Linked DNA regions of Gossypium hirsutum: region 2 is linked to region 1. A link is a contact called in public Hi-C data. All regions are on one chromosome and are shown on one strand. Each heading gives the region's core, a stretch centred on a gene start, on an enhancer-like site or on the middle of the called end of the contact. The rest is flanking DNA. Distances are from core to core; before and after follow the strand shown. Region 1 holds the start of LOC107886420. Region 2 holds the start of LOC107886311 (protein BRASSINAZOLE-RESISTANT 1).

What was found. Hi-C and Micro-C count contacts between places; a contact is called where the count stands out from the background.
Region 2: a contact with region 1 is called in a Hi-C map of leaf, with 2.4 times the contacts expected there. The contact joins the promoter of LOC107886311 here to the promoter of LOC107886420 in region 1. A contact is called at or near these places in 10 of 34 Hi-C or Micro-C datasets (anther, callus, hypocotyl and 2 more).

What each region holds. Positions count from the first base shown.
Region 1 is chrA03:80,965,889-80,968,588 of Gossypium_hirsutum_v2.1, forward strand. It overlaps LOC107886420, which reads right to left and starts at 1,371. Exons shown (of 6, transcript XM_016810373.2): 1 at 618-1,371. The coding sequence starts at 821.
Region 2 is chrA03:81,178,689-81,181,388 of Gossypium_hirsutum_v2.1, forward strand. It overlaps LOC107886311 (protein BRASSINAZOLE-RESISTANT 1), which reads right to left and starts at 1,360. Exons shown (of 2, transcript XM_016810210.2): 1 at 874-1,360; 2 at 1-600. The coding sequence starts at 1,113.

The sequences.
Region 1 (2,700 bases), core at 121-2,620:
TTTCTTAACAAATTTCAACAGGAAAGAAATGGAAACGATTAGCAACGATTTAGAGTAGATTGCAAACATTAAAAAATTGACTAAAAATCCAGAAAAATAAAAATCCATTGTAACAATCCAGAATAGCATCATACATTAGGTAAAATAATTAAAAATTCCAGATCCAGGGACGAACACTTACATGCAATCAAAACCCACATCCAAAACCTCAAATTTGTATTTTGTGAGAGGTAAAATGTCATTGTTTTTATTTGATATAATGATACCGATCAAATTCAAGCAAATATAGAGAGATTGTTTAAAATTTGCAGTTTTATTCAAAAAAAAACTTATAAAACAGGACATTTAATTGTTTTAGAGAGATTATTTAATGCAAAATCACCCAAAAAGATATGAATTCATGTAGTGAACCAAAAGCTTTACTAGCAAACATTTAATCATAAAAATAAAAACTTCCAATTGAATCCACATTACCTTAAAATTTCAAAATTAAATTGACTTGATCTTGAAAAAAAAATCAACATTATAAAGAAAAAAATCAAGAGGAACCAATTTCCAGATCAAGCAGCAGAACCCATTTTCCACCAAAACTGAAAAAAAAAAAAACAAAGAATTACCAGCCAATGCCACCCGCCAAGTCCAACAGCCTTCTTGACCACGCCTTGAAGACCAACGAGCACAGATTTAGTACGGTTATTCCCGGTGACAACCACCTTAGTATGACGTGGCAGAACCGAGAGCTCTTCTTCACTACTGTCTCCGCAGCTCTGAAACTGCGAGAAACCCCCGCCATTGACGGAACTCTCCATTGCCTCCAACATAGTTTCTCCAACAAAAAGAAGCCCCAACTCAGTGAGTCAATCAGGTGGGTCAAACTCGGTAAAAAATTCAAAGCTAAGGATCAAAATTACATTGGATCGGAAGATCATGCATTGGTGAATACGTATATGTTATTATCGTAAGCAAAGGAGAGAGAGATTAAGAAAAAAATATGGGATTTTTGTGGAGAAGAAATAGAGAGAGAGAGAGAGAGAGAGAGAGAGAGAGAGAGAGAGAGAAAACACAATTCAGAGAGGGAAAGAAAACAAGAAAAAACAGAGCATTTTCTAGTGAGAGAAAGACGAGTTACTGGTTTTTGTTTATTGGTTGGTGCCGCTAGGAATCCCGACAAACCGAAATGGACCAATTAAGGAATGCCACGTAAGGATGTTATGGTTTTCTCATCAATCATGCGTTACAGTGAGGTAGAGAAAATTTTCTAAAACGCCACTAGCGGTTTTTTCTTCAAGGAGCGGTTTTATTTTGTGGGGGTTGACCGTTTGACTAGCAGTAAAATGGAGTACGTGGGTATGGAAAAATGGCCTCATTGCCCTTCCATCAAATTTCTAATCTAGGTCGAATTTTAAGATGTCTCGTGGAAGAAGGAATTAATTAAGAAAAACTTTTGAAAATACTTTTGGTCATGGGAAACACATGATAATAGTACAAAATTTTCTTCTAAAATTATTTTTATTGAACGTCACTAAAATTATTTTAATATATTTTTCTTTCCTTTTCATGCTATTGAAAATTTTTTTAATGTTTTTTTTAATTTTTTATAAGTGTTATAAATACAATTAAAGTATATAATATAAATATTAGATTTTGTCACACGCGATAGAAAAAAATTCTATATTAAAATTATTTTTTTTTAAAAATATTATATATTAAATCAATATAGGTGAAGCAATAATAAATTTATATTTGAATATTATTATATACGTGTTTGATCTTTGAATTTTTAATTTTTAATTCTTTTATTTAAAGATGGTACCAAAATATGAGAAGATAAAATGTCATCATAATAATATTAATTATAATTTAAAAGGAGTATTTATGTAATTTCATAACTAAGTTGGTGACCCAATTAAGGTAACACCAATTTAGTATAATGCTTAAATATAGTATAGATGTACAAAAATACAATATAAATACATGTCCAAGTAATCACAAATATCAAATTATTATAGCACAAATAAATTGTCCAAGTTGTCATAAGGAAGAATCAAATTATTATAATACAAACGAACTAAGAACTGATACAATCCAAACTAAAGCCAATGAGTTGAACTAAAATCTGCAAATGGCAACCGCACAGGATGGGACACGGAAACCCATGCATATAATTGCACATAATGGGGCTCGAATCTGGGTATTCAAGACCTTTTCCAATTGTTCAAGGTTTGCAAAATGTCTTTTATGGCATAATAGAATATAATTACAAGTATAAATAAATGTTTGGGAAACTATAAACTAGAATCAAATCATTACAATGCAGAGACAAATAAAGAATTGTAAATGATTCAAAAACTTCCACTTACACAATTGTGTGTGATGTAACTAGAACTTGGATACTAACTCAATGCCTGGGACCTCGTCCTTTCTTAATAATATATTGACCAAAGATCCATCTTAGAAAATAAGGTTGTTCCCTTCAGTTGATCAAACAAATCGTCAAATGAGGTAGCGGATACTTATTCTTTATGGTGACTTTATTCAAATGTCGATAGTCGATACATAATCTCAAAGCTTTCTTTTTCACAAACAACATTGGAGCCCCCCAAGGTGACACAGTTAGTCGAATAAATCCCTAATCTAAAAGTTCTTGGAGTTGAGATTTCAATTCTTTCAATTCACTCGAAGTCATTGACCGCTTTTGGA
Region 2 (2,700 bases), core at 110-2,609, 210 kb after region 1:
CTCAAACTCTGCACCTCTTCCTTTATCTTTTACGCCCAAATCATTATGCAAATTTTGGGGAGGCAAAGGTTTCACAAGTTTAAAAAAAGTTGGAGAAGTCGGCACTTGAGATGTAGAAGGTGCAAACTTTTGAAAGCTTATCCATTGTCCAGATTCAACCGTAGATGTATCGGATTCATCACATTCCGGTATAGTAGCCGGGGCATGAAAATGACGGTGGGTAGGACTAGCTGGGGCAGAAACAGCATAAAAAGGGTAGTTAAAAGAGGCCATGGATTCCTTTGCGATGGTTTCCCAGTTGGGAAGGGGCTTAGGATTTCTTGAGGTAGGAGATGAAAGTGGGGGTGTAACAGGGGCACTGTTTGAGATTCTGAGTGGAGGCAGAGATGAAGGAATGGCGTTTCGAAGGAAGGGAAGGAGAGTAGAGGGGTTATTAGCATCAAACCTAGTGGGACTAGGGTAGGAAGAGGAGGAAGGACTGACTTGACATGAAGGAATTGGACTTGGAAATGCAGATGATAATGGACTTGGATTTTGGGATGAAAATAGGGTAATCTTACTTGAGCTTCCACCTATATCTATTGGAGGTGGCTTACATCCCTGAACAAACAATTTCAATTAAAACCCAGAATTTATCAGCACCATAAAAACTCCAACTCAACAAAATCAAAATCAATATCAAACTGAAACCGAACAGATCAAGGGAAAGGAAAAAGCCCGGAAAGCAATTTAAAAAAAATAAAGAAAAAGAAAAAAGAACTAGATCCAACATGAATTAGCACAAACAAATGAGCATTGAAGTTATAAAAAAGAATGCAGTTTCTTTCACAGAGATCTAAGATTGTGAAAAGAAGAGAAGGGTAAGTACGAAACCTTGCGATAAGTAGTGCCATCATCTTCTACGACCCAACCAGCCTCGGAACAAAGAGCCTTGAGGACCTCATTGTTATCACAGTGCTTGGGCAAATTGTAGTTCCCTTGAGCTCTAAGGCCAGTATAAATCTTAGCAGCAATGGCTCTTCTCCTCCTTTCTCTCCTCCTGTTATTCTCCCTCTCCCTCCACGACGGTTTCCTCCTTGGAGCCGGCGTCGACGTCGCCCCATCCGATGTCATCTCTCCCTCTCTCTCCGGCGTGAAGGTGCGTTGTAGAGGATTATAACACCAAACAAAGAAAAAGAAGGAAGAAGTGGAGAAGATCACGAGTCACGAGGAATACGCTTTAGCTTGGGTGGAAACAAAAAAAAAAAACGTTAAAAGAAGAAAGAATCTTTGGGTGTCTCGGTTTCAGACCCAAATGAATACGACGAAAAGGGGAGGGAAATTACATTACACAGTCTATAAATGGTGATGGAGGGCATCAGATCCAAGCCCGTTTTACAAAATAGAAAAGAATTCATTCACTCAGAGAGGTGTGTGTTGGGCTCAAAGACAAATGCAACCCACAATGAATCAGGCCTTGTCTCTATTTCACCAAGTAAGGATACATATATCTTTTTAATCAATATTTATTTTATATGCTTTAACCTCATCTATTTCAAGCTTTTTAATTAATTAAAATTTGAAAATTAAATATTCTCTAACCAAAATTTTTAGAACCACTACTTCGTATGCTTCGATTAAATACATCACTGAAAAACATAAAAAAAAATTAATTCAACTTGATTTTTAGCTTAATTTTATCGGTTTATACCAATTTGTGGGTCAATCAATTTGATGTCTCTCTCCAAACTGAGTTCAATTAGTTTAACACAACTATGACTCTAAACCTCTACACTTAGTATACTTAGAATTTAGCCCTCCAACTTTTATTTTCAAAAATCTAATCGTTTAATTTTATGAATGTAAAAATCCGTCTTCAAATTATATATAACTAAATAATATTAGGATAAAAATTAAAGAATAATAATTAAATATTAAATTTAAGCAAACACGAAAATTAAAAATTAACTATCTTTCATAAAATGAAAAAGGAAAAAGAAAAGAAGCTGGGGGCGTGTGACACTTGTCTTCATGAGGAAGGTCCTTTTATTTATAGGTTTTAGTATGTTATTTATTGGCTAAATTATAAAGTGAAGATGTAAATATTATAATATGCATTCTTATTATATTTGAAATTTAATTTTCATAATTTTATTTCTAGGAATTTAGTCTTTCTATTTTTTAAAATAAAAAAATAGGTTTATTTGTTAACATTGTTATAATTCTTTTATTAAATTTGTTATTATGACATTTTGAAATTAAAAAAAAGTTACTCATTTGGTATCTATGTAACAAAAAATGACATTGTAATGTATCTAAATTTAATAGTGTTACAATTCTTAAAATTTCACAAAAGGATTTTAATCATAATAAAATATTTAGACTCACAAAAAATATTATAAGGATCAAGGTACTAAATTATGTCAAAATTAAAGTATAAAGATTAGATTTTAAATTTGAGCAAAAAATAGGGATCAAAACTAAATTTTAATCATTCTTATATAATCTCAAAAGAGTAGAGAATTAAAACTGAAATTTAGACATTATCTTTTCATATAAAGAAAAGTACAAGTATCATTTATATACAGTAGTAATTTAGTCCTTTTTATTTTTCATGCTATATATTATGATAGACTGATCTGAGTAGGATACTAAATGTATGTTTATTATCTGTATATAAGCATGTAATGTATGTTTGTTATCTGTATATAAGCATGTGGA